Regions from separate parts of the Mus musculus genome. Here all the other regions are linked to region 5. The links are chromatin contacts, called in public HiChIP or PLAC-seq, Micro-C and promoter capture Hi-C maps. All regions are on one chromosome and are shown on one strand. Each heading gives the region's core, a stretch centred on a gene start, on an enhancer-like site or on the middle of the called end of the contact. The rest is flanking DNA. Distances are from core to core; before and after follow the strand shown. Region 1 overlaps Tmem131 (transmembrane protein 131). Region 2 overlaps Zap70 (zeta-chain (TCR) associated protein kinase). Region 3 holds the start of Sema4c (sema domain, immunoglobulin domain (Ig), transmembrane domain (TM) and short cytoplasmic domain, (semaphorin) 4C). Region 4 holds the start of Cnnm4 (cyclin M4). Region 5 holds the start of Unc50 (unc-50 homolog). Region 6 overlaps Tmem131 (transmembrane protein 131). Region 7 overlaps Tmem131 (transmembrane protein 131).

The links. Promoter capture Hi-C pulls out the DNA fragments that hold promoters and counts their contacts. Hi-C and Micro-C count contacts between places; a contact is called where the count stands out from the background. HiChIP or PLAC-seq counts read pairs in DNA pulled down with a chosen protein or histone mark. Capture Hi-C pulls out chosen DNA fragments and counts their contacts.
Region 1: a contact with region 5 is called in a promoter capture Hi-C map of embryonic stem cells, with 4 times the contacts expected there. The contact joins the enhancer-like site here to the promoter of Unc50 in region 5. A contact is called at or near these places in 12 of 39 promoter capture datasets (the 3T3-L1 cell line, 3T3-L1-derived adipocytes, the SN4741 cell line and 8 more), 3 of 115 datasets of contacts at active chromatin or transcription factors (bone marrow-derived macrophages, fetal liver and stem cell-derived neural progenitor cells) and 1 of 9 other capture datasets (adipose tissue).
Region 2: an H3K4me3 HiChIP or PLAC-seq map of forebrain shows a contact between it and region 5, with 7 times the contacts expected there. The contact joins the enhancer-like site here to the promoter of Unc50 in region 5. A contact is called at or near these places in 9 of 39 promoter capture datasets (3T3-L1-derived adipocytes, erythroid cells, frontonasal cranial neural crest and 5 more), 3 of 15 datasets of contacts at CTCF or cohesin (embryonic stem cells, large pre-B cells and pro-B cells), 9 of 484 Hi-C or Micro-C datasets (DN3 thymocytes, cortical neurons, embryonic stem cells and 3 more), 18 of 115 datasets of contacts at active chromatin or transcription factors (the 230-238 cell line, DN3 thymocytes, bone marrow-derived macrophages and 9 more) and 3 of 9 other capture datasets (adipose tissue, embryonic stem cells and liver).
Region 3: a Micro-C map of embryonic stem cells shows a contact between it and region 5, with 4 times the contacts expected there. The contact joins the promoter of Sema4c here to the promoter of Unc50 in region 5. A contact is called at or near these places in 6 of 39 promoter capture datasets (the HPC-7 cell line, cranial neural crest, embryonic stem cells and 3 more), 6 of 484 Hi-C or Micro-C datasets (Sertoli cells, embryonic stem cells, palatal mesenchyme and 1 more), 4 of 115 datasets of contacts at active chromatin or transcription factors (astrocytes, embryonic stem cells, memory CD8 T cells and 1 more) and 2 of 9 other capture datasets (adipose tissue and liver).
Region 4: a contact with region 5 is called in a promoter capture Hi-C map of adipose tissue. The contact joins the promoter of Cnnm4 here to the promoter of Unc50 in region 5. A contact is called at or near these places in 1 of 39 promoter capture datasets (liver), 1 of 484 Hi-C or Micro-C datasets (regulatory T cells), 1 of 115 datasets of contacts at active chromatin or transcription factors (astrocytes) and 2 of 9 other capture datasets (adipose tissue and liver).
Region 6: a promoter capture Hi-C map of the HPC-7 cell line shows a contact between it and region 5. The contact joins the enhancer-like site here to the promoter of Unc50 in region 5. A contact is called at or near these places in 5 of 39 promoter capture datasets (the HPC-7 cell line, cranial neural crest, hippocampal neurons and 2 more) and 5 of 115 datasets of contacts at active chromatin or transcription factors (bone marrow-derived macrophages, embryonic stem cells, large pre-B cells and 2 more).
Region 7: a contact with region 5 is called in a promoter capture Hi-C map of hematopoietic stem and progenitor cells, with 4 times the contacts expected there. The contact joins the enhancer-like site here to the promoter of Unc50 in region 5. A contact is called at or near these places in 12 of 39 promoter capture datasets (the 3T3-L1 cell line, 3T3-L1-derived adipocytes, the C10 cell line and 8 more), 1 of 484 Hi-C or Micro-C datasets (growing oocytes), 11 of 115 datasets of contacts at active chromatin or transcription factors (the 230-238 cell line, bone marrow-derived macrophages, cardiomyocytes and 7 more) and 3 of 9 other capture datasets (adipose tissue, embryonic stem cells and liver).

The regions. Positions count from the first base shown.
Region 1 is chr1:36,829,068-36,832,490 of GRCm38.p6, forward strand. Tmem131 (transmembrane protein 131) reads right to left here. Exons shown (of 41, transcript NM_018872.2): 12 at 499-607. Among named protein-coding and RNA genes, the nearest start is that of Zap70, 69 kb to the left of the region's middle. Within about 2 kb of position 2,129, at least 82 of the 459 cell types and tissues checked have an H3K27ac peak or open chromatin away from gene starts, as enhancers often do. A contact at or near this core is called in embryonic stem cells, where this site is marked.
Region 2 is chr1:36,782,369-36,786,345 of GRCm38.p6, forward strand. Zap70 (zeta-chain (TCR) associated protein kinase) reads left to right here. Exons shown (of 13, transcript NM_009539.3): 13 at 93-452. The coding sequence ends at 216. Among named protein-coding and RNA genes, the nearest start is that of Zap70, 23 kb to the left of the region's middle. Within about 2 kb of position 2,458, at least 50 of the 459 cell types and tissues checked have an H3K27ac peak or open chromatin away from gene starts, as enhancers often do. A contact at or near this core is called in cortical neurons, embryonic forebrain, forebrain and 3 more, where this site is marked.
Region 3 is chr1:36,556,593-36,560,556 of GRCm38.p6, forward strand. Sema4c (sema domain, immunoglobulin domain (Ig), transmembrane domain (TM) and short cytoplasmic domain, (semaphorin) 4C) reads right to left here and starts at 1,789. Exons shown (of 15, transcript NM_001126047.3): 1 at 1,424-1,789.
Region 4 is chr1:36,469,697-36,473,303 of GRCm38.p6, forward strand. It overlaps Cnnm4 (cyclin M4), which reads left to right and starts at 1,901. Exons shown (of 7, transcript NM_033570.2): 1 at 1,901-3,389. The coding sequence starts at 1,997. Gm33454 (predicted gene, 33454) reads right to left here and starts at 2,073. Exons shown (of 3, transcript NR_168706.1): 1 at 1,766-2,073.
Region 5 is chr1:37,428,187-37,431,661 of GRCm38.p6, forward strand. It overlaps Unc50 (unc-50 homolog), which reads left to right and starts at 1,953. Exons shown (of 6, transcript NM_026123.4): 1 at 1,953-2,307; 2 at 3,107-3,390. The coding sequence starts at 3,111. It overlaps Coa5 (cytochrome C oxidase assembly factor 5), which reads right to left and starts at 1,917. Exons shown (of 3, transcript NM_198006.4): 1 at 1,683-1,917; 2 at 156-239. The coding sequence starts at 1,781.
Region 6 is chr1:36,911,982-36,915,952 of GRCm38.p6, forward strand. All of the region lies in intron 1 of Tmem131 (transmembrane protein 131), which reads right to left. Among named protein-coding and RNA genes, the nearest start is that of Tmem131, 26 kb to the right of the region's middle. Within about 2 kb of position 2,705, at least 59 of the 459 cell types and tissues checked have an H3K27ac peak or open chromatin away from gene starts, as enhancers often do. A contact at or near this core is called in the HPC-7 cell line and bone marrow-derived macrophages, where this site is marked.
Region 7 is chr1:36,805,516-36,809,403 of GRCm38.p6, forward strand. It overlaps Tmem131 (transmembrane protein 131), which reads right to left. Exons shown (of 41, transcript NM_018872.2): 30 at 3,312-3,470; 31 at 2,369-2,961. Among named protein-coding and RNA genes, the nearest start is that of Zap70, 46 kb to the left of the region's middle. Within about 2 kb of position 2,431, at least 31 of the 459 cell types and tissues checked have an H3K27ac peak or open chromatin away from gene starts, as enhancers often do. A contact at or near this core is called in the 230-238 cell line, effector CD8 T cells, hematopoietic stem and progenitor cells and 1 more, where this site is marked.

The DNA.
Region 1 (3,423 bases), core at 879-3,378, 600 kb before region 5:
TATGAAATAACACATCAAATGATATCTATCACTTGTCTGAAATAGTAGCTAATTTGACAATACATAAAGGCTCTTATTTTAGCTTAGACAGGACTGTCTGCTTTGCTTAAAAAGTCAACACAGAAAAATGTTAAAAATAATATTTTTGCCTGTGAACCAAAATGTGCTTCTGGAAGTTAAATATAGTATCAGTTAATTAAAACACCCAATGACTTCATAACTAAGGTAAATGTCGACTGCTGTGACTAGTTATCCCACACTACAGAAACTTCCGACCCTAACACATCTGCTTAGGTTTCCTGATTGTACATACTGTTTTAGGTTTGTGGAGTTATATTATGAATTAATAAAGTAAGTTAATGATGAATCTTCATAGGGGAAAATCAATTGAGGCAGTAGTATTAAAATAGTCTGGATTTCTATATTAACTCATCAACATAGGAGCTTTCTAGTTTGTCAAAATAATAACCACTCTAGGAGAAAAAAATGAATATTTACCATCAAAACTAATGCTGGCAACCTTGGTATATTTACTTTCAGAAGCTTTTAACGTAACTGGTTTAAAATGTACCGTGATAGCGTCATTTTGTGGTGTTGGTCGAACACTCTGCGAAGAAAACAAACCTGTTATTTTAGTCTAGTAGTTTAGGTAGAAAGAAAAGCATACACAAACGTAAGGCGTAATACTAGTAGCTGTAAGTGAAATAAGACAAGAGCAAAGCCCGACTTTCACAAGAACACTGTATGAAATGCAGTGATGGCAAAGTATGAGATGACTAAGTATGACACCTCAGGACGAACTCACACATGGGAAACCTAAAGGTCTCCTTCTCTACATGAAAGCCTACTTTCTAAGATAAGAGGACAAGAAGATATCTCAAGACTCATCCATCTTGAAGAAAGCCACACACAAAGGTGCCCTGAAACTGTGTCCTAGTAGGAAGAGTGAGCACACCTCAGGGCACTGTGACCCCATGTGGCCTCTGCAGTGTTTCTCCCCAGCTTGGCAGGGTAAGCACGGTCCACTGTCAAAGGGTAAGGCTGCACTCTAGTGAGCACTAGGGACTGAGGCTCACTACAGAGGCACTGAACTTGGAAGTGAGGCTCGGATGCTTACAACTTAGGAAATCAGGTCTATCTACACAAACTTAAAGTTAAGACAAACAAACAAATAAACAAACACCCCACTAAATGGTGTATTTTTAGTATATATTTAAATTGAACACTTTATAAGGTTTATTTTTTTAAATTATCCTCAATGATACAAATCATTTTAACTGAAAGAATTCAAAGATATCAATTCTATCCGCACTGTTCTAATAAAGAGAGCCTCGGGCTGGTGAGATGGCTCAGTGGGTAAGAGCACCCGACTGTTCTTCCGAAGGTCAGGAGTTCAAATCCCAGCAACCACATGGTGGCTCACAACCATCCATAACGAGATCTGACTCCCTCTTCTGGAGTGTCTGAGGACAGCTACAGGGTACTTACATATAATAAATAAATAAATAAATAAATAAATAAATAAATAAATAAATAAGCAAATCTAAAAAAAAAAAAAAGAAAGAAAGCCTCAGAGTATAACGCAATGTTTCAACAGTCGGGTACCGAGAGGACTGAAGCCAGGCTCCTGACTCGGTACAGGGCCACTTGTCTGACATCCTGGTATACAAATTGCACAGTAACCTTAATTCTAAGTATCAAATCATTGGGGCTGTGTGAACTTGACATCAAAGCCCACTTATCCCCCCCCCTCCCCCCAGGACAATCCTCCACCTGTGAAGCTCATGCCTGCTTCACGGCCGGCAGGGCACTAGATTCCTCCCCAGTCGAGGCTGATCCTTATAAAGGAGAACTCTTCCCAGTCTGAGCATCAAATGTGAGTCCCTTGAAGCCACAACAGAAGTGAGAAGAATATGAAAAAGGACACTGGCCTGCAGCCTGGTGCTTGCTATGGCAGGGACTTAAGAAGATTAGAGTAACTCCAGGGCCTGCCAGGGCAGCTCACTCTCCCACGCACTGCCATTAGCCCTGGGGGCTAGCAAGACCTCACAGGCTGGGGCACCCTAAGGACTGCTCCCTCCCTCCCGCAGAAGCACTGCTGGAATCCTTGCACCTCTGCTCTCCCAGCATGAGCTTCTCATCTGCTTCACTGTGCGCTGAAGACTGGGCTGGGAACCAGAAGATCTGCTCACAGCAATTCCTTACTTATCAATAAGCTTACTGTTAGTAGCAACCGTCTAAAACACAGACCTCTCCATCCCCTCAAGCATATGTAAGCATTTTGAGAGTAAACAAAGAACAGCTAGAACTGTGAGCTAAGCTGCAAATGGAAGGAAGTTTCTTTTGCTTTTATTGCACGATTTTACCACCCGAGCAAGGGAAGCCACGGAGCACACGTGGCAGGCAGGCAGGCAGCAGGAGTGCAGCTGGAGCCCCAGCTGCTCGTGGCCACACTCAGGCTCACTTCCCCACCTGTGAGAATTTCTCTAGGGTATGATCTGTCTGCGGAGCTAGAGAGCTGGCCTTGTGAGCTGAGGCCTCAGAGGGCTTTCCTTCACTGTCTACCTTGTGAGACAGCAACAATGGAAGCACGGCCATGTCCAGACATGCTCCCTTGCTGCAGCGGTTCCTGAGGGGCCACACCGTAGCATGCTCTCTGTGGTAGCAGCCTTGCAAAACCGTACCAGAAAGAACAAGTCATGTTTTTTTGCTGAGATACAGTTGTTATAAGCAGGAAGATCTTAAAATACATGTTGAAAAAAAATGATTCTTTCACTTCAAATGCAATACTTTAAGCATTGCCAAATGAGAGAGAGAATTTACATTCAGAGTTATCACTGCAAAACATACTGCACTAATAGTGAACAAATGTAAAGTTGGTGAGCCACTTTACACAAGGAGTCTGAACTGTGCACTCTTAAAAATAAACCTGAATCATCAGGTAAAACTCATTTGTCTAAGGAAATAACAAATAAATAAATAACAAACAAAAATCACAATAAAATACTTAAAGTTCATTCAGGTAACTTAAGATGAAAAAATTATTCAAAATCATTGCCTTGTAATGAACTTATTTATACTAGCCACTTTAGTACTAGTTACTAACTACTGCTAATTCAAAGATGACTTAAGAAATGGGAAAGCAGGGCTGGAGAGATGGCTCAGTGGTTAAGAGCACTGACTGATGATCTTCCAGAGGTTCTGAGTTCAATTCCCAGCAACCACCTGGAGGATCAAAACATCTGTAATGGGATCTGATGCTTGCATCTATTCTTAATACATGTTTAGTCTTTTCTCATGATATTCAGGTCAAACTAGCACTCAGTAATTATGTCAGGTGTGGTGTGCATGCCTATAATCCCAGTACCTAGGAAGCTGAGGTAGATCTCTGTGAGTTCAGAGCCACGTGTGAGACCTTGGTTT
Region 2 (3,977 bases), core at 1,208-3,707, 650 kb before region 5:
CTCCTCTGAGCCCCAAAAGTCTGCCCCAACTCCCTATCCCTTGGTACCTTTCTGCCCTCTGGCTGAGGCTGGGTTCTGGGTCTTCCCAACAGGTGGGAGGATCGCCCCGACTTCCTGACTGTGGAACAACGTATGCGGAACTATTACTACAGCCTGGCCAGCCGGGCCGAGGGACCCCCACAGTGTGAACAGGTGGCCGAGGCTGCATGTGGCTGAGCCCCAAGCCTCCCTACACCCTCTGTCCAGGATGACCTGTGTTCAGGAGCCCTATCGACTGTCCCATGTGATTCGCCCCGCCCCATGGGCTGGGGCTGATGGGATATTGGTAAACATCACCAGTGGGCTGAGAGGATGTGTGCTCCCAAAGTCTACTTCCGCTGTTTCTGAGTGGGAGCCCAGAGTCCTCCAGGGGTCACTGTCAGCATCAGAATAAACTCCACTTCTCTTGGCTGAGTATTCTCATCTTCCCTCGACCAGGGCCAGGAGCCTGGGAAGGGCTGGGCAATTGAGTGGAACCAGTAAGAAAAAAACGTAGCAATCTTGTCAGTAGGTCCAGCCCCATGGGGCCCCATGGAAGATAAGGCTGTGGAAGGGTTATCATCAGGGGAACGAGGTGTCAGGGCAAACTGGGAAATGGAGGCCAGGGTGGGTTTGAGTGCTAAGGGCTGTGTATGTCAGGGGCCTCAGCATCCCAGATTGGACACCATGGGCTCTTTTGTAACAGCTACACACCAGGATCAATCACCTGGAGAGGCTTTTACAGACTACCTGCTCCCCTCCCCAGCCAGCTGAAACAGGTTTTCTGGCCTCTTTAGGGGGTCCTCACACCCAGTTCTTATACTTGTCCTGACTGGGTTGTTGCCAGTGTCTGCCCCACACCTGCCCCGGCCCGCCCCCACAGTCACAGCTAGTCCATATCCCCAGGGTCAGTTCAGGTAGAGTCCCACTCAGAACTCCCCAAGTCTTACTGCCTCAGTTTCCCTACCCAAGAAATAATGGAGGGCATACCCCAACAGGTGAGGTGAGATGGAGTCAGGATTCTAATGGTTCGACTGTGCCTGCCACCTGTGCCCTCAGCGAGATTGGCTCCTCCCTCAGCAGCAAATCAGTGCCTCCTTCCCTTGGCCAGAGTGACTTGGGGATGGCAGGGTGCGGGGGTGGGGGGGCATATCACACTTAGAGCCAATGAGAGGTGAGATTTGCTGGGAATTCTGGGGAAGTAAAGTTTGTTGTTATTTGTGGTGGAAAGCCAGATGCTCTGGGAAGGTTCTGGAAGTTTTGTGAGGGTCACAGGAGAATTGTTAAATGGGGTTGAGGGCAGCGAGGAGCCCCGGAGCCTTGACACACGCACATAGGGTCAGCAGGACAATGCTGAGACAATAACGTTAGATCCAGTACAGAGCTTAATTTGGTTTAACTATTAGTTTTCATTCTGTACTCCTAGGTGCGTGCGTGCGTGACGGTGCGCCTGTCTGCCTGCCTGCCTGCCTGCCTGTCTGTCTGTCTGTCTGCGTCTCAGGAGTGAATTGTACATGCTTTCAGGTGTCTGGGAAGGCCAAAGGAGCTGGAATTTCCTGGGATTGTGATGTCTGACACAGGTGCTGGGAATCGAACTTGGTTCCTCTAGAAAGGCAGTAAGCACCCTTGAGTGCTGAGTACTTCCCTACTCTGCCTCATTTTGTGTTGAAGATTTACTGACGGGGCTGAGATGAGGAGGTTATAAGTTGCAGGCGAGCCTGGGTTCCATAATGAGATCCTATATCAACAGCACACACTCCAAACAGGCAAAAAACAAACAAAACAAAACAAAAAAAAACTCAAAAAACCAGAACAAAACCAAGCGAAAACCCCTTAGCAGTGCCTTGAGAATAGGGAGATATGCGTTTTTCATTAGAAGGTGACGTTACTACTGCATATGTAAGCTGTATTACTAATTCATAGACAATATTAAAACTTAAACAGTCTTTAATCTCTTTAAAACTAATAAGTTGATCAAGAAAGAAATTTCCTCAGTGGTAGGATTTTGTGGCTGCTGGAAATGGTTTCTTTTGCAAATATTTCAGTTGCATTAAAATTCACTTGTTATTGGATAATTATATATTTTAATTAATTAATTAGTTTAATGCATGTGAGTACACTGTCGCTGTCTTCAGACCAGAAGTGGCATCAGAGCCCATTACAGACAGTTGTGAGCCACCATGTGGTTGCTGGGAATTGAACTCAGGACCTCTGGAAGAGCAGTCAGTGCTCTTACCCGCTGAGCCATCTCTCCAGCCCAATGACACATATTATTGCACAAACGTTTAAGAAAATAAATACGTTTTTGTTTTTATTTATTTTATCGTCTGCATCACTAATTGGTTTGGTATTAAAACATCCACGTGGGTATCTAGTACACTGGGAAAGGCTTGGCAATGACGGAATCCTCTGAAGAGGTTGTAGTTCTAAAACAATGCCACAAGGTGGCGCCACAGTAAAAGCAAAGGTGGGCTCAGTTCCTGGCACAGGGCGCTCACCTGTCCTTATTCTGGCAGCTTCTGGCTAGGGAACAGAATCCAGACTCGCCTCTGATCTTCAGCCGTCAGTTCCGCCGCCTGCAGAGGGTTCACTCCAGGCCGGTTTGCAGGATGCTTCTTGCCAGCCTCTGGGACCCGGGCTCCGCACCCTCTCGCAGAATACATCCAGGCTCTTGCGCCTTTGTATTTTAGCGTAGCCCTCTGCTTTAGTGTGGCACGCTTTTTTGCTGTTTATAGATTTAGCCCCAGTTGCCCCGGGGGCAGGTTGTTTAGCCCTCCCGTGCCTCAGTTTCTCTATGGGCGCGTCGACTGAAAAGGGAAAGTAAATGTAGAAAAACCAGTGGGAAGATCTCAAAGGTACCGGGAACTACAAGGACGCTTAAAGCCCTGACGCTTGAACCTGGCTTTAGAGAGAAACCCTCCCATTTTCTCTGCCACCAGCAGCCAGGAGGAGGGGGAGGGGCAGCAGCAGCCTAGGAAAAGCGCAGAAGAATGGTTCAGAGTAAGGACTGAGCCCACCGCCGCCCCACGAGGCTGTACGGAGGGACATCTTTCTTTGTTCCTTTCCAGTATCATCTGCTCCTGCAGCCCCGTCCCTCGGTCTCACAGACTTCTCTTAACCACAGGTTCTGCTTTGCCTGTGGATGTCGCCCCTGATCCAGCAAGACCACGACATTCTGTAGCTGATGGCTCCTGCCTTGTACTCGCAGCCTTTACATGTCCGGAGAAGAAACGACTGCGTGACTCAGTCACCATTCAGTTTCGTGGCTTTATTTTTGCACCTGTAAATGTTTTGCCTGCACGTACGTCGGTGCATCCCATGCGTGCTTGTGACTATAGAGGTCAGAAGAGGGTGTCAGGTCCCCTGGAGCTAGGGGTATGGATGGTCGTTGGCCACCTTTCAAGTGCTGGGAACAGAACTTACTCCGCCTGCTCCCCAGCCCCCTCCCCCGCCCCCGTTTTCGTTTATTTGTTTTTGAGCCGGGGTCTCCTGAAGTCCGGGATAGCCTAAAAGTCTGTGTAGCTAGAGGCGACCTTGAACTTCTGTTCCTCTTGGCCTCCACTTCCTGTGGTGGGATTACAGGCAGGGGCCAGCATTCTTAGTTTTATGGGGTGCAGGGGAATGAACCCCAAGTTTTGCACGTACTAGGTAAGCTCTCCCCCAGCTTGCTCAGTTTCTGGCTCAAGCTGGCCTTCAACTCATGCGCTGTCTGCCTCAGCCTCCCGAGTGGGTCCCCAGTCTGCACTGCCCATTAGGCTCACTGTTGGGATCCCACAGCCTATAGGGATGGGACAGGGCCTCAGACCAAGTGGGTTTGGAGGTGGCATGGCTTTAGGGACAGCTATTTTGGACTTGGGCTCTGGGGGAAACTGGGGACTTATGTCTGTAGCACCTGTTAAGCTGAGAGTCTGAACTGGGTGGAGCCAGCTGATGAATAGATACGGTGGGCGATCTGCAGG
Region 3 (3,964 bases), core at 539-3,038, 870 kb before region 5:
TCCCCTCCCCCAGCGCAGACAATAGCCGGGCAGAGCCCAAACCCGGTTCCACATCAGCAGGGCTGGAGTAGGAGTGGGGCCGGGAACCAAATGGGCCCAGCTTCCGAGGCCCCTTTGTTGCCCAAGAGGGAGGCAGGAAGTGGGTGGGATGGGCGTGGAAATGACCAGGACCAGTCCTGTTTCTCCAACAGCCTTCTACAAGACACTGACCCTCCCGCAGAGAGGCGACCGGGCCACGAGTCAGTTCCAGGCTTCTGTCTGGGAATCTCCTCGCCTCCGCGAGAGCGGGATCGTGGAGGGAAGTGAAATGGGTTGGGGAGGCCGAAGCGGGGTTCTCCTGGACAACAGGGGATGCCCACAAATGATCGTCAAGGGCTGCGTCCCCTCCTCCCCGGCTCTGACGAACGTTCTTAACTCCGGGATTGCACCTCGGGGACCATGCACTAGGCAGTAGGCAAACGGAACGGATCTCCACTAATCTAGACGCTAGGGGCTGGGAACAGAGATGCAGAATCTGAGGATTGCACCCCAAAACAAAGGTTCCTAGCCAAGACCCGGTCTCGGTCTCCCTACTGTGGACTCTCCCCTCCCCCAGCTCCGGGGATTTGAATGCAAACAAAGCGGCAGCGCTGGGAGCGTGGCAAAGCCGGGCTTGCGGACGCCCCCTGTCGGCCAAGAACCTCCGCGCGGGAAGGGCGGGGGGCTGGGGCTGCCTTCCCCGGAGCAGTCCCCCCTGACACACCCTCAGTTTCCTCTCTGCCAATTACCCTAGGCTGGGGTCAAAACCCGGTGGTGCGCTCCGAGAATCTGCAGGCGTAGCGGTGACCCAACCCCCAAGCTCTTCCCGAAGCAAGGGACACGGACAGCCAAGGGGATGGAGGGGTGCAGGACCAGGATTTGCACCCCACACTTGCACACCCGGTCGTGGATTGCGGCGCTCCAGAGAGGGACCGGGCGGCGGAGCTTTGGCTAGGGGGCTGGTTCTCAGTGCCAGCCCGCCTCCGGAGCAGAACGGGAGGGCGGGGGGCCGCGCTAGGGAAATCCGATCCCACAACATCGGCCACGGTCCAAGCCCGCCCCTAACTTTCCGTCGAGGTGGGGGGAACCCGAGCAGTTCGCGAGCCTGGCAAAGATTCGGACCGCGCGCTGGACAGCCCAAGGGTCCCCCACTGCCCCTAGCGCTGTCCGTACCCCCAGGCTCCCGCTGCTCCGGCCAGTGGAGCTGCAGGCACTGCTTGCCTTGATGCCGATCGCCACTGGGCAGCCCGCGGCGGACTCAAGAGGGACCCGGATCGGACAGCTGTCTTTGCTGTCGCCCCGCCCTGCACCCCTAGACGCTGTCCTCTAGCGCGCGCGCTAGCCCCTACCCAAGCAAGGGGACAAAGCAGCGGCCCCGGGGCCCCACCGCTCCGGCCTCACTCACCTCTTTCGTGCAGCTCCAATCCCTGGGCGCTGCCCTCGCGTTTGACTCCGGCCACCGTCCTCCCCTGCCCCCGCGCCGCTCCAGACTGCGCCCGCCCGCCAGCACGCTAAGGCTGTCCCGTGCCACCGCCCCTCGGTCTCAGCACGGCTCTCGGCGCCCCTGAGCTCGGATTCGGCGCTCCACCGCGCCGGGCGCCGGTTCTTTCTCCGCTGCAGCCGCCGCCACCGCCGCTCTCCGCCCCCAACCCCTTGACGTCAGGCAGAGGGTGTCGAGTGGTGGCCGGGGGCGGGACGCGAAGGCCCGCCCAGGAGGGGGCTGCGACCCGCTGCCTTGCTTACCCGGCACTGAGGCTTGGGGACCCTTTACGACTCTTGCAGCTCGTGAGTCAAGGTCTGCGCCACAGCGGCCGGAGGCGGGGAGGGGGCGGGGTGGGGGGCGGGGAGGGACTCCAGGCGTTGCCACCGGGAACTGCACGAACTGCACTCACCTGGTGAAGTGTGCCTTCAAGTCCTGAGGCGGGATGGGCTCTCTGGAAGGGTTGAGGGGCTTCCCCACGCTCCAGTTACGGGAACGAAAACTGGCAAACCATTTTGGGACTTGTACCCGAAGGGGGTGGCGTAGCAAGAGAAGAAACTGAAGGTTCTCTCAGGTGCTAACCACAGTGGTCAGTCTTTTGACTCCAAAGTTGTCCTCCTTTCTGGCCCTAACCCTTGGACTGGAAGGAGCAGCTCACAGGCAGAGGAGACCCCAAGACTGCAGGCAGCTCCTAGTTTCCAGGCTCCAGCAGAGCCTACCCCCGGGAAATGACTCTTGGTGTGGCTTGGAAGGCTGATTAACTAGAGGCACGAGCGCGCCACGGTTCAGATGAAAGAGGCTGGAGGGAGCCACGCAGCGAACCACCACCACCTTCAGAACTGCCAGCCTCCGCCCACAGGCGCTCCTAGAAGTAACTTGTAGCTGTGGCCTCCTGGACGGTGCTGGCTGGCAAATCCTTCCAGCCAGCTGGTCCTCCAGTGGGCAGGTGGACTGAGAAACCTCGGGGAAACTGCCCCAGCGGTACCTGGAGACCACCCCTAACCAGAATCAAAGGACAGGGACGAAGGGAAGGAGGCCTGGAGGTTTCTGTGGTAACTTTGAGCCCCAGGGGGCAGTCCCGGAGGGGAAAAAACACTTCAGACCCCATAAGTAAAATCTGGAGTATAAATCAGTCCGACAGCAGCTTTTGTTCTGGGCTAAAACGTGGCACCTGAGAAGTGAAGAGCAGAAGAGCAATGGGAGTAATCGAGAATGGCAGCCCAGTTTGGTTTCAGTAACAATTGGGTCTTTACTGGGACACAGAAGGGCCCCTTCTCCCTCGCTGGCCAGAGCCACGTTTCCCAGCTCCTTTCCATTAGGAAACAAAGCTGTGACCTCAGAGATAGGAGGCAGGCCAGCTATTGCCAGGGGTGGGCAGGGAGGGTGTCCTATGGAAGCTGGCCAGGGAGGGAGCCATGCACACTCCTCTTGACCAGGCTCCTGTTCATCTACTAAGGGCAAGCCCCACTCCAAGCTCAGGATTCGCTAAAAGCTAAGACTCCTCAGCTCCAGGAGGCTGAAACAGGACTTCCAAGCCAGCTACTGTTTCTCTCACTGAATAAGAGATTAAGCAAGATACAAACAAACAAACAAAAAAAGGGCTCAAATCCACACAAAGAGCAAGGTGACATTTTTAGTGAGATCCTGGCGCTGGACGCAGTCTATATGGTCCATCCCACCTGCTTGGGAAGGGAGAGGTAGGAAAACTGTGAGCCCAGAAGCTCCATCCTTTCAGCAGTCAGCAACCATGAGGCTAACCTCCACTTCCTGCTGTGTTTCCTTCTCACCTGTAAGCCTTGCCCCTAGAAATGAGGGCTGCCTGGTAGTGATCTGAGCTCCCTGGCTCTACCTCCAAGGTGGCCCCAGTGGAAAGTTTCAAAAGGTTTTAGTTTCACTGGCAGGGACAGTATTCTGTACCTTCATGGCAGGCGCCAGGGTCTTCTAAGCCAGGCATGGAGGTAGAAATGAGACCATTCCACTAACAGAGCCAGTTAGCCTCTGGGCACAGGGCTCCCCAGCGATAGCGTTCCACCCCCCACCACTCTTCCTCTGCCCCTTCCTGCCGCACTGGTTACTGTCACAGGTCTTCTCCACAAGTGGGTGGGCAGAAGATAAAGTTTCCTCTCATGACTACTTGTTCGTGATTCATGCTTTTTAATAAAAGGACAGCTGGCAGAAAAAAATAAGGATCCTGGATTGTCCATCAAGAAAAAAATACAGTAATACAGAAAAAAAAATTGCAAAAACATCTTCCAGGCCTGCCTAGCATAGGCTATGGAAGACATCACACCCGTCATCTGTATTCAGGCAGACAGAATAAGGGCTTCCCTAACTTGCCTCTTTTGCTACGGCTTAAAGCCTTTTAGCCAAATAAAGGAAACACAAGAAGATATGTTACATGCCTCCCAGGCGCTGGAGCCAACCCTCACAGATCCCAGTACATGAGTAGTATCCGTAGTATCCTGC
Region 4 (3,607 bases), core at 651-3,150, 960 kb before region 5:
GGTTGTCAAAGACAGGGAGGGGGCAATTGCCCAACTCCTGAGGGTACTGTTCACTAAAAAGCTGGTCTTCTGGCCTCACTCTGTGTGTGTGTGTGTGTGTGTGTGTGTGTGTGTGTGTGTGTGTGTAAGGTGAGGCACCTCCTCACAAGGAACTTCCTCCAGCTGGCTGTTTACAGAACCCACCAGCACAATGCCAGAGCATTAAGTCAGCCTCTGCTACCCAGCCTCCCCCACAACACTGCATGAGTGTTCCATTATGTTTGGATTTTTGCTGCTGGTATTGATTGTTGCCTTAATTGGCAGGCTGTGTACCAAAGTAAAAATAAACACAGGGGTTTGTACAGAGACATAGAGAAGGACTGTGTCTCTAGGGCCAGGAGAAGCCCTGCTGGGAGACCCAGGGGTCAACCCAGGCCTTGTGCTTAGTATAGCTCTTGCAACTGAGGTAAGGATGTTTGTCATCCGTGTCCTGCCCTTCACAGGGTGGACAGCTGTGGGTGGATAGCTGTGGTCATCCCCACACACTGAGTTCATAGCTGCCGGATGACATCCAAGTGGGGCTGACCAGGAAGCAGTGATCTCAAGGCTAGAACAGCAGCCCCACCCCTCAGTTCATTTCCACAAGCAGCTGCCTCAGCTGGCCAGTCACCACAATTTGGGGTTAAGGGTATGGTCCTGAAAGAGCAGGCAGCAACAACTATTACTACACAGGCAAAGACTATTCACAGAGAGTTGTTATGTCATATTCGGTGTGTAAGCCAGTTGTTCTCACGTGCTTAGCCAGGTGATGCTGTGTTATCACTCTTCCTGCCGTCAAATTAAAAACTAAAACCATAACTAAACAATAAAATCAATCCAGGCATGGTGGTGCATATCTGTAAACCCTGCACTTGGGAGGTAATGGACATAGGATCGGGAGTTCAAGGTCAGCCTCAGATTTGAAGAGTTCAAAGCCATATCGGGCTATGTAAGACCTTGTCTCAAAAAAAAAAAAAAAAAAAAACAAACAAAAAACAAAAAACAAAAACAAAACAAAAAAAAAAAAACCAGTCATTCTTACCGCCATTTACAGACAGGGACTAGGATTAACGGTGAAGATCTGAAAGGCCTAGGATTTTGTGCCTAGGTTCAAAATTTGCATCTGTAAGAAGTAAAACACTTAGTGTTCCTGTGTGTGTTTACTTGCTTATTGCGCTCCCCCTCCTGCCCCCGTATGGCTTGTCTTGTTTACTGCCATTTTTCTGATGATAGGCTGTAAACTAAAGATGTGCAAGAATTTTGGCTTGTTCATTGCCGTATCGTTAGAGTATGAAACAAGAGTACATGTTCAATGAAAACTCATCCCTAAATAGAAATGACAGGTGAAAAACCTAGGTCAGAGCCTGGTCCCTCAGCACCTTAGGGGTCTAGACAGAACCGAGGAGTGGGCTGGGGGACTTCGGGGGCAGTGACAACCTATTTCTGGCATTGGGTCAAGGTCAACGAAAATCCCAGAAGTAAGGAGGCTGTAACGCCAGCCTGAACCCTCAGGTTCCCTTTTCTTTTTCTAAACCAGGAAATGCATTTTTCTCGCTGTGCCCGCGGAGAAGCACCACCCGCCCCAGAACGGAGCGACAGAGTGCAGGGGACCCGGAAGCAACCGAGCGCGTGGGGCTTGGGAGCCGGGCTCCCTAAGGAGGAGCGCGGGAGAAGCCCGGTGCCGCGCGGAAGCTTGGCTGGGCGCACCCCCGCTGCGGGCTCCCGCGCTCGCCCCGCGCCGTTCTACCTTAAGGGCGCAGACCTCCTTAAGCCGGGCGCGCGAGCCGTGGGTAGGGGCGGGACATCGCATGCAAATAAGGGGCGTGGGGCGGCGGGGCGGGGCGGGCGGGGCGCGGTCTGACGTCAGGTCCTCGGCTGGGGCAGTTGGCGCGGCGGCAGCGGAGCGGCAGGAGGGCAGGAGCGGAGGCGCCGAGTGAGGCGCGCGGCGGGGCGCGGGCAGCGGCGGGGCCGGAGCAACATGGCGCCGGGGGGCGGGGGCGGGCGGCGGGACGGCTGGCCGGCCCGAGGGCGCCTCCTCCTGGCTGCGCTGCTGCTGCTATGGACGCGGGCGGCCAGCGGCCAGAGCAGCCCCCAGCAGAGCGTGATCCTAGGCATGAGGCTAGCGAGCTGCAACAAGTCGTGCGGGATGAACCCGGATGGCATCATCTTCGTGTCCGAGGGCAGCACGGTGAACTTGAGGCTCTATGGCCACAGCCTGGGCGATATCTCCAGCAACCTGATCTCCTTCACCGAGGTGGACGACGCCGAGGCGGTCCACAACTCCACCAACTGCCTGGAGCTCACCAAGGACTTAGTGGTCCAGCGGCTGGTCAACGTGAGCCGCGGGAACACGTCGGGGATGCTAGTGGTGATTACCAAGTTCCTGCGGAGGAGCGAGAACATGAAGCTGTACGCGCTGTGCACCCGGCCCCGGGCCGACGGGCCCTGGACCAGATGGACGGACAAGGACTCCCTGCTCTTCATGGTGGAGGAGCATGGGAGGTTTCTGCCGCTCTGGCTGCACATCCTTCTCGTTATGGTGCTGTTGGTGCTGTCGGGCATCTTTTCTGGCCTCAACCTGGGGCTTATGGCCCTGGACCCGATGGAGCTGCGCATCGTGCAGAACTGTGGAACTGAGAAGGAGAGAAAGTATGCTCGCAAGATAGAGCCCATCAGGCGCAAGGGCAACTACCTGCTCTGCTCGCTGCTCCTGGGGAACGTGCTAGTCAACACCTCCCTCACCATCCTTCTAGACAACCTCATCGGGTCTGGCATCATGGCAGTGGCCTCCTCTACCATTGGCATTGTCATCTTTGGGGAGATCTTACCTCAAGCCCTGTGCTCCCGGCACGGGCTGGCTGTGGGTGCCAACACTATTGTTCTCACCAAAGTCTTTATGCTCCTCACTTTTCCCTTGAGTTTCCCCATTAGCAAACTCCTGGACTTCGTCTTAGGTCAGGAGATTCGCACTGTTTACAATCGGGAGAAGCTGATGGAGATGTTGAAGGTGACAGAGCCCTATAATGACTTGGTGAAGGAGGAGTTAAATATGATCCAGGGTGCCCTGGAACTAAGGACCAAAACTGTGGAGGATATCATGACCCAGCTACACGACTGCTTCATGATCCGCAGTGATGCCATTCTGGACTTCAACACCATGTCGGAGATTATGGAGAGTGGCTACACTCGCATTCCTGTGTTTGAAGATGAGCAATCCAATATTGTAGATATCCTGTATGTCAAAGACTTGGCTTTTGTTGACCCGGATGACTGCACCCCGCTCAAGACCATCACTCGCTTCTACAACCACCCGGTACATTTTGTTTTTCATGACACCAAGCTGGATGCCATGCTAGAGGAATTTAAGAAGGGTAAGGACTGGTGTAGCTCCTGGTTAAATGTCCTTTTGATACCTCTCGTTCCCCTGAAGCATCCCCTGCATGCTCTCTGTCTGCAGGTTTTACTCTTCTGTTTGTGCGATTTATTCTGGGTCCCCCTGTCCATGGCTTCCTATGCTTCTGGTGTGAACGTTATCAGGCGCAGCAGAAGCGGTTCTCAAGCCTTTGCCTTCTGCCAGGCACTGTGTTCT
Region 5 (3,475 bases), core at 703-3,202:
ACAGGATAACATGGTATGCTTGCTCTATGTTCATCACTGGAGTCCCCACACCATTATCCAAACCATATCACTACAACTGATGTATGACCATTAAATCATTCACATTTAATTCTATGTATAGGTAACATAAGCTTTTGAAATGGTTCATCACTTACCATTGATCTTTTACATTCAAAAAAGGAATACTGCAAAGCTCTACAGTTGCCTTCCTTCAAACACTGCCGTGGGGATTTTCCTTCCTGTGATATACAAACCAATGTGAATGTCTGAAAGACTGTCCCACAAAGCACAGACAACTGTTCTTCTGAAAGTAGTTTTTTTTTTTAAAGTTGACTTAAGAAAATTCTTAATTCCTTTTTATTAACCTTGGTGATTAAAGAAAAGCAAATGTAAAGATTATCAAATAAGTAAGTATTTTGAGTCTGCTTTGAAATTTAATTTTATGAGTGTTTGCCTGCATGTACAAACATGCACTACATACAGACCTGGTGCCTATGGATGTCAAAGAGGCTACCAGGAGGAACTGGAGGATAGATGATTGTGCACCACCTTATGGCTGCTAGGACCAAATCCTGACCCTCTGTAAGAGCAACAAGTGCTCTTAACCACTGAGCCATCTATTTTCCAGCCCCCAGAGCCTAAGATTTTTAGGACATATCGTCAATGTTTGTATAAGCCTTCCTATGGATGAGAACCATGAATTGGATGTGTTAAAATAAAGACCTTTTAGTGTTAGTACTAAACTCTGTATATAAATGTTAATAGGGAGGGGCTGGCAAAGTGGCTAAGTAAAGAAAATGCTTGCTGTGCATGAGAGCTCCCAGTTCAGCACCCACATAAAGAGCTGGGCATGGTGGCAGAAGTCGTTTATCCCAGAATGGGAGTGGAGCCAAGCAGATCTGGTTAGGCTAGCCAATTAGGTCCACTGACATGCTATCTCAAGTAATAAGGTGGAGGGGCTGGAGAGATGAGTCAGCGGGCAAGAGGCCTTGCTCTTCTGAGGTCAAGGTCAGTAATGGGAAAACCATACTGAGTTCCCTCTGGAAGTTTCAACTTTTCTGGTTTTCCAAGAGTCATAAAATCTTAAGAAGTCTATTTTTGAGAAAGTTCTGAACCTTCTCCCCACTCCCCTTTCTCCTCACTATCCCCCACTGGAAGGTACGTTGTGATCATCTGAGTTCATACCCTACGTTTCTCTGAGCCCTTCTCATTCCTCGCCTGTTTCCCAAGGCAGCACATAGTATAAAGGCTTATGTTGAATTCCTCCCAGAATGCAATGCTATAGGTTTAAGATAGGTTAAAGATCGGCAGAGAGAAACTATGGCACACCATGAGATACTTCCATATTCTAGAAGCCAAGGAACCAAAACTCTCCACCACAGATCAAGTAGCCATGCGGCGCAGGCACAGGCCTTGGCAGCTGCCCTTAGAGTGGGAGTCTCTGGTGGCGCGTGCCAGCACTCAGGGATCGCTTCCTGAACAGAGCTGGCTGAAGGTTTACAAAATCCTTAGGTGGGTAGTAAGTTATCTCCCACTTAACACCAGTAAGAACTGGGGATGCGAGCTCAAGAGACCTGTCCAAAGTCAGGAGCGGACGCGCGACCTCTACCCTCGACGTGACCTCCCCTCGCAGGCCATCATGGAGCCAGTCTTGACTGAGCTCTGCCACCCAGATCCGCTACCTGGAGCACACAGGCAGACTGCAGCAGACATGCACCCAGATCCTCCTTCACGCCCGCACACGCGCCGCCCTCCGGCTTGTCCTCATAATACCGGGGCATGGCGGGGACCCACCGCCCTCACCACACTGGATCACGGCCCTCGGTCACCCCGCACGGCCCGGAAGGGCGTGGGACACGCCCACTGGCAAGCTACCGGCGAGGGTGGGAGAAAGTCTCAACAACTTCCGCCAGGAGTGCGACTCTTCAGGGTATGCGCACGCGTGGCGGAAGTGCGTGTCCGTAACGTAAATACAGAGCGCCGCAAGTGCGGGCTACGTAGCGGGAAGGGAAGTGGCCCCAGCGGCGGCTGGGCTCGGCTGCCCTGGGAAGGTGGCGGTAGTCCCGGGCCCAGGACGAGGCCTCGAGGGCCTTCAGGTGCGGCCTGCTCTGTGTGCGCAGGGTGGCGTTCGTGCCGTCGGCCGTTTCCACGGTTAGCTCGCGACCTGGCGTCTCAGCGGCTGGGCGAGGGACCGGCCGGCGCCCGGCAGCTCGAGTCCTAGGCCCGCCGTGGAGCTGCTGGGTAAAACCAAAGACAGCCGCTTACGTGGGAATCGCAGGATTAGAGCCGTTTTTCTATTCTAAGCAGGTCTGAAATTTTGCAAGGAGACACACACCCTGAAACCTTGTCGTTGCTTGTTCTTAAGTCAAATGTCACTGGGCCGTTTGTATTTTTAGTTGACAGAGGCTTGGGGTAATGGAGACCTGCTGGCGGGGCGGGGCGCCGCGCCGCGCCGCGGAGGGCAGGTAGGCTGGGCGGTGACCAGCAGTCATTTAGCTTCGGACTAGTTGGACTGGCCCCTTCGCGCTGTTATTCCTCCTACCCAGCCATCCTAGGAGTAAAACCATCAAGGAGTGTAATTTTTATTGTCACATTCTGAATAACCAGGGACTTGCTGGCCATCGCCGATGGACTTGTACAAATAAACTGTGTGTCTTACTTTTTCAGTAACCTTGCTTTTAGATTAAACTTTTTGTTTGTTTTAAATCTTGGTCATTACAAACACGGAATTTTGAACCAGTGTTCGGTCATTGTCCCGTGTTAATGAGGACGTCATTGCACACCCCCTTGTGCTGCTTTTTCCTTGGCCTCCATTATCAGTAGTGAGCTACTGCAGCTGTCAAAGGCTTGATTGAGGTGAAGGTTGGGAAACCATCGACTGAAGTTAAGTGCTTGTTTCAGGTGATACAGGAGTTTGTGGTACTGCCTTGATGGCATTACCCTTGGCCAGCCCCTAGACAAGCCCCAGAACCAACTCTATAGCTTCTGGCCCCTAATCCTTTCTGAAGGTGGCAAGAGAAAACGTCATAGCGCTGACGAGGAGTTCTAGTAGCCAAATAATTACATTTAAGATTACATCTAAGAGAAATGTTCTCATTCCATCTAGGAAGATGCTACCAAGTACTTCCTTGAGTTCTTCGATGCACGGGAATGGAGTATTAAATTCCAGGGATGCAGCAAGGCACACGGCTGGAGCAAAACGCTACAAGTACCTCAGAAGGCTCTTTCGATTTCGGCAGATGGACTTTGAGTTTGCTGCATGGCAGATGCTCTACCTGTTTACCTCTCCTCAGAGGGTTTATAGAAACTTTCACTACCGGAAGCAAACAAAGGACCAGTGGGCCAGAGATGACCCTGCCTTCTTAGTCCTCTTAAGTATCTGGCTCTGTGGTAAGTGTGTCTCAGTTTACAAGCAGTATAGTAGAAAAACAAATTGGGGTTTTCAGAGGAAACTTTATCTTTTGGGATAATGTAT
Region 6 (3,971 bases), core at 1,455-3,954, 520 kb before region 5:
AACAGATGAATAGGCATATGCAAATAATGACTGTTGATGTCCACTGAACACTGGATTAGCTCAGAGTGCATTTCAGACCTCAGTAACAACAGTCTACTCCTAGCCTGTGTATTCTACACAAACACACAAACCTTTGTAAATTTTTGTCACTTTGGTTCAGGGGAAAAAATCTTATAGGACACAAAAAGTACAGAATCAAAAATGAAAAAAAATTTAATTTGTACTTCATTAAAATTGAAAACATTTATTCTCAGAAGCCATTGTTTATAGCTAGGTGTGTGGTGTGTGCCTGTAGTCACAAGGACAAGATTGAGAATGTGAGACCCAAAGTGATACTTTATCTCAAAACCCAACAACCAACAATTGATTGTTTATTAATTTTTTATGTGTATGCATGTCTTGCTCACAGGTTATGTCTGTGCACCATGTGAATGTGTGGTGCCTGCAGAGGCCAGATGAGGGCATTAGACTCTCTGAAACTGGAGTTATAAAGAGATGTAGCTCTCCATGTGGGTACTAAGATTTGGTGAACCCAGGTCCTCTGGAAGAGCAGACAGTGCTTTTAACCACTGAGCCATCTCTCTAGCCCCATCTCCATTTTTTAGAAATAAAGACAAAAATGAGAACACCGACTATATAGTAGAAAAAGTATAAACTATATATCTAATGAAACATTTGCATCTATGACACAAAGAACTTTCAAAAATTAATAAGACAGCTCGATAAAAATTGAGAAGATCTGACTGAAAACAAAAGGAGTTCTACAAATGGCCAAAGAGAACAGAAGATGGCCCTTGCCTACCACTAGCCACTTCACAAATTCTAGTAACAGTAACAAAACACAGCACTACCCACTTACAAAATGACTAATGTCGAATGTGAACAAAGATATCCTACACAAGGAGGTAGAACTCTCACATGGCTGAGGACAGCTTGACAGTTTATTAAAATTAAACATCACCACCTAATCAGACACATCAACCTATTCTAGGTGCTTTCAAGAAAGAAACAATACCTTTAAAAAAGGCTTCTTGGACATTCATAAAAAATTTAAACATCACGGCTCCAGAATAGGGAGAAAAGCAAAGTTAAGTTCACCAGTAGGTAAGGAACACACCATTACATCATACAGAGGGATCTCTCCACTCGGCAATAAACGCTTACCACACACACGCAGCACAAGGGCTTCGAAAGCTTAAGCTATGTGAATCAAGTCAAACCTCTCGGACTCCATACAAAATGATCTATTTATCTGAAAGTCTAGACAAGACAATGAGTCCGTGACAGAAAGACGACAAGTAGCTGCCTGGCCCACTGAGGGAGATACTAACTGTGAAGAAGAAGCCACGGACTTTCAAGACAATGAACGTTCCTGTTTCCACAGCTGCACGTTTTTAAAATTAATCTGAGAATACTTAAAACTGGTGAAGCTTACTGCACAATAAGTATTCCTATGAAGCAAATAAGCGGAGGGAGTTTGGTGGGATGCAATCCATAAAACTCAGTCAACATACTATTTTTCCCCTAGAAGAAGGTCTCATGCATAAAATGATGTGCTAAGGTCCCTCAGAAGGCAGCTCTTTTTTTGTTTTGTTTTTGTTTTTTTTTTTTTTTTTTGAGACAGGGTTTCTCTGTGTAGCCCTGGCTGTCCTGGAACTCACTCTGTAGACCAGACTGGCCTCCAACTCATAAATCTGCCTGCCTCTGCCTCCCGAGTGCTGGGATTAAAGGCATATACGACTACCGCCCAGCACAGAGGGCAGCTCTTAACACCCCTGCCACAGCCTTCACACTCTGAAGACAAACACAGCTGCCCCTTACTTTTGGTCTGTTCACGATCTCTTATGTGCTGTATGTATTTCAACGGCTTTTCTACCCTAAGATCCCAGTACCTAGTCAGCTTTATATTACTGAAGGGTTGGAGGGAAGCATGGTGGGAGAGCATGAGTAAAATGTATGGAGACTGAGTTCAGACTCCAATACACACACACATGCGCACTCAAGCACGCACGCACACACGCACACATACACACACAAAGAAAAGAGGAAGGAAGAAAGGAAAGGAAACACAATGAAACTATACTTACTAGAACATTAGTTTGGAATCAGAAAAACGAATTAGGAGTGGTTGGTAGTACATGCCTCTAACACCAGAACCTGTGAGGTTGAGGCAGGAGGATCACAAATTCCAAGGCCAGCTGGGACTATACATAAAAATAAATGAATGAATGAATACCAGGTAATGCTAATGCTATACCACATTCTTACAAGTTCTAGACCTATGCAAGTACATGTGGTACATTACTCTTAAAGTTCAAAATATTTGCATAGGATTGAAGTAACATCTGAAAGAATAAAACATTTTTTTAAATTAGAATGTTTCCCCAAAATCCATTTCTCTCCCCACAAGCTCAAAGTAGCCTGCGTATAGGAACATTCTGATAGTCCAATCTACTTCTAAGAAACTTGCAAATCCAGTGTTCATTCCTGGAAGTTTCTCTGTAGACAGAAGCCTCCCTGCACCTCCACCGCACAGCCCCATCACCCAGCTGCCAATCAAAGACCTCGTTTCCTTTCTCAATTAAAAGAGCTTCAATGCCCAAAACACTGCTAAGGAATGTGGGAAACGGCTACAACATTCTACTCTTCCGCTGAGTTTTCTCAATGCTGACCTCTGACCTCTACTTCCTTGCAATTGTTGCTCAAGTCATTTCCCATTTCTGAAGCTAGGTCCAGAGTCACATACCACTCGTGTGGAGCAAGCTCAGTGGCAGTGCAGGAAGCCTCAGGGGACACCATTAGGAAGGAAGTCAATATTTTCCATGATTTCCTTAAAATAGTCGAATAAATGTTACTGAGGAAAACAAGAATCCCATGTAGCTAAGAATAGGTCCACTTTTATCCACTAAGCTTTTTAATATACAGCAGACACATGTCCTTCTAAGTCAATTCCACTGTAGAGTCTTTTCCTTATCTCCACCTTCACAGCAAACCAGAAGAAATTAACACGAACACAAATGTCTAGCAGCACCTACTATGTGCTCTCTGTGCTGCTGGGTAAAGAGTATACACTAGCTTAATTCCCTGGGAAGAAGGGTAGAAATTCCTAAGTCAGGAATAAACTACCAAGTACAAACTGAGTGTCACATACTGCAAACAATTACAAACAGAAAGACTGTTTTAGATTTCAGATTTTTTTTTTTTCAGATTCTGGAATGCTTTTAGGGATGAGACCCAAGTCTAAACAAACAAACAAAAAAATTACATTTTACATATAGGAATACACATGGCCTGAAGGAAATTTCAGAGAGTATTCTGAGTGGGCATGCATTCGGTGCCTGTGGTTTACAGCGCTGAGCACAAGCTCTAACATGAGTGAGGGAGCCACGTGCTCCATCTCTGAGCCGCACCCCAGCTATGTACCTAGGTTTGCCTGTGACCTCTCAGATGAAATCGGGTATAAAGTTTTCCACTTGTGGCAGCATATAAGCCCTCAAAATTAGGAGCATTCTGAATTTTCAGTTTTGGGTTTGGGGTGGTTAACTGATAGTAAGTTTACCTTTTGCTATTAGCTCCTATCAAAGAAAACTAGGGAAAACACTGGCTCTTGGCCAGACCTGGGTCCTCATCTACATACATGAGGGAGCTGGGACACAGGAGAGAGCTACAACCTACCAAGTACTCCTGTCAGGGATGGCCATGGAACCCTCTGCTGAGCATGTAGTGGACAATGGGAATGCTGGGTCAAGACTGGCACAACTGGCAGGCGTTGTATAACACACACCTTAATCCCAGCACCCAGGAGGCCCAGGCAGGCCTGGTCTACATAGTGAGTCCAAGACAGTCAAGACAGTGAGAGCCTGTCTTAAAAAATAAATTAATTAAAACAACAACAACAACAACAAACCAGAAAGACTGGCACAACTCCACTAACCTCCCAAACAGCGTAGATTATTTAAAACTGCTTCTAA
Region 7 (3,888 bases), core at 1,181-3,680, 620 kb before region 5:
TGTTTTGCATGGTTTGAAGGTAGAGTAACAATATTTTTACAAAGTTAGAAAACCAAGGGCTGGAGAGTGGTTAAGAGCTCTGACTGCTCTTCCAAAGGTCCTGAGTTCAAATCCCAGCAACCACATGGTGGCGCACAACCATCTGTAATGCGATCTGATGCCCTCTTCTGGTGTGTCTGAAGAGAGCTACAGTGTACTCATATACATAAAGAAAATAAATCTTAAAAAAAAGAAAAAAAAAAAAAGAAAACCAAAAGTCTTGTCCTTGCTTGGCAAGGACTTCCCCACTGGGCTGCACCCCAGCCTCACTGGCCTCTACTGTGCTGTGCTCAGCACCTATGGTGGTGTAATGGCTTGCAGCACTCTCCTCACTGCACAGCACAGTCAGAGCACTCTGGCTCCAGGACACTGCAAGAGCCCTCTTCCTCTCCACCGCTGTCACAGTCTACCCACTGCCTTGTACTTCAGTCTTCTGGACTCATGGGGAGGCTCAGAGCTGTGATAGGTCTGGCCATGCTGTTTTCGGGAAGACAGTTACACTCTGCCTTGTTAGGTTTCGGTCTTGCTTTGGCCTGGCATTTCTCACTCTGCCCCCTTTCTTTCCTTTTGGAATGGCAATGTATATTATGTGCCATTGTGTGTTAGACATATGTGACTTGCATTTTGATTTTATAGGGGTTACAGGCTTGAGACTGCCTTGAGTCTTACAAGAGACTTGGACTACTCAACTCTGTTGAAAGTGAAAGACTGTAGGGACCTTGGAAGATGAACTACATGCATTTTGACTTGTGATATGGCCACAGACCTAAGGGGGCCAGGGAGTGGATGTGGTGGTTTGGATAAGAATGCCCCCTAAGGCTTGGTCCCTAGTTGGTGGAACTGTTTGTGTCCAGGGAGTGGGCTTGGAGGTTTCACATCAATCTCAGTCAGTAATGTCTTTCTGCTTCAAGATGTGAGCACTCATCCCTGCTGTGGAACCCTGTGTGCCCTGCCTGCTGCCATGTTCCCTGCCTTGATGGCCATGGGACCGTGAGCCCTCAGAGCAAATGCTTCACTTTATAAGCATTGCTTTGGTCATGGTGTTTTGTCACAGCAATAGAAAAGCAACCAAGACACCTGGCCTGGTCTTGCTGCGACCCACGCATTCTCCTGGTCTCTACAAGGGGCACACACCACACCCACAGGGACTTTCCTCCCTTGGTCTCCTGTGCCTAATCTGCAACTCCGAAACCCAAAAGCCCCTCAACGCTGTTGTCCCCTAGCTTGTTTGAAATGAACTATACCATGATTGATGGCTTGTGGTCGCACCCCCTTAGATGAACTGATGGAAAGGCTGCTTGCAGTCTTAGGAACCACATGGTCTATGCGCCACATTTCTTTCCAAGTTCTGAGTCCCCAATCTTGCGGTTCTGGATTGCTCTAGTCTTGAGGCCCTGCCACTGCCAATAAGGTGTATTCCTCTGTACCTTACCCATGAGGCTGCACACAAGCGCCTGTTCCCACTCCCACTACTCTGAAGCCTTCGCTCATGCTCCCTGTTAGACCTCGCTGTCACTCTGGCCTTGGATTTTCCATCCCTTGAATTGTTCACACTTCTCCTGTTTGTGTGGTTCCTTCTGGCAAAGTTCCTTCCCTAACCTACCAATTCTGCAGATCTGGTACATCCCTCACTCCTCTGCCTACAAGACTGTGATGTGTGCACGGCCACCACTTCCTGTTGTCCCTGTCCTGTTGGCCAGCCTCTTTGGAGGTTTCACCAACTATTTTTTCACTTGCTTCTTTTGCCCCTTTTCCTATTTAGAGAGAGGTGTCAGTGTGTAGCCTCACTGACCTCAAGCCTGTGACAAACTTCCTGTCTCTACCTCACCAGTACAACTACAGATGTGTGCACAGCTAGAAATTCTATTTTGAGTTAAGAGGTAGATGGTTTTGGTTTTAGCCCTGTTTTCAAAATATTTTTGTTTGTTTGTTTTTTGAGACAAGGTTTTTCTGTGTATCCCAGGCTGTCTTGGAACTCGCTCTGTAGAACAGGCAGGTCTTGAACTCAGAGATCCTCCTGCCTCTGTCTCCCGAGTGCTAGGATTAAAGGTATGTGCCAGCAATACCTGGCCTCAAAATAATTTTTAAAAATGACTGTAACAGTTATCACCGGCAGCCGTCCATCAGATTCTGTCTGGAGAAACAAGGGAAGAACAAGTTTCATGACAAGCAGTTGCTTCCGTTTGCACTGTGATACAGAGAGGCCATTGCTTCCCGCAGGAGATGGGTCTGAGCTACCTAACAAGGTGCTGTATCCACTGCCTATGATCCTGACTGCTCCTTCTCCCTCACACGCCTTGTTCTTTGGAAGGGGGTTGGACAGGGTTACCTTTGCTTTTTGACATCGGTGACGGAGGCTGCTCTGTAAACACGTCTAGGGGGGAGGAGTCGTGGTGGTCAAAGTCTTTGTCCATGGCTTCTATGAGACTGGTGATGTCGGAGTCCTCTGAGCTGTGCCGTGTGGTGCTGGCTCGCTCGGGGTGGGAAGGGTGTGTGAGGGGGGCAGGAGACAGCCTTTCGGGTGGTGGCTCCTGGTGCTGAGGCACTGGTGGTGGAGGCTGTGAGTGCTGCTCCAGTGGGCTGTGGCTGTGGCTGTGGTGCTGGCTGCTGTGCTGGCCCTGCTTTGCCCCTCTGGACTTCCTGCTTGCTGTGTGACCCTGGGTTGCTGCAGCTGTCTCTGAGACTAGGGGGCTGGTTTTGCTTGTAGACTGTGAGGCAGCTGCTTGTGGAGAAGTCCTGCTTGACATACTTGAACTGTTTCTGGTTCTGACGTTGTCCACATCAGCTGAGTTTTTGCTGCCATGGCTGCTGTGTGGGTGGACTGATGTGCCACACTGCCTGTGACTGCCTGTACCAGGCCGGGATGATGCGTTACTATAGAAACCCCTACCATGACTGTGTTCGCAGCCAAGTGTGTTCAAGCTGAAAAATGGATCAATTGAAAAATCAGTAAGCAGTAACTTCCAACCTAATACTAAGAAAAAAATTTCATTAGTAAACCCATCATAAAGAGAAACTAGGGACAGAAGTGGAAGGGATCAGAGCCACAACCTTCTACAGTTTGTCACCTCTGACAGTTATAAATAAGGTTAGGACTAATAACTAATAACTAAGCATATTTTGTCCCTGTTAAGAACTCTCATGAGTTCTCAGTATCTGAGCACCAGAATCGTTTTTTAAAAAATTCCGAGTAAAGATAAATTTCACTTCTTGTAATTATATCAGCTAAGTCTATGTGTATTAAAAAGTGGACTTTTAGTATATGAACATACTTTCCTTCAGATGAAATACCAACGATTCTCCTGAGATCAAATGGCCTTCCTACATCAAAGGGCGGGTTTGAGGCTTCAAAGGAGAGTCGCCTTCGGAAGGGCTCCCAAATCCCTTGAGCTTCCAAGTAGGCTGTTCCAATGACCAGGAGAAAGAGTGCACTGTGGAGCAGAGGGGCGGGTCAGCATTCTTTGCCAAAACAAGAATAATATTTGGTTACCACAGGCTCCTTGATAACTACAGAATGATGTAAAAACTCCAAGTTGTCTGTAACACACTTTTAAGGAAAGACAAAAATGAAGCATCGTAGTTCAGAGTTTATAGGACCGATCTCTGCGTACAGTATTTAGGCTGCACGGATGCCGGTGCGCTACATGCATGCAATACCCACGGGGGCCATAAAAGGGGATGGGCTCTCCTGGAGCTGGAGTTAAGGTGGTTGTAACTGCCAAGCGGGAGCTGAGAATTGAACCCACATCTTCTGGAGGAGCACCGGTGCCTTCCTTAACCACTGAGCTGTCTCTCCAGCCTCTGCACACCAACTTTAAAAGTTCACAACTGTGGCTGGCGAGATGACTC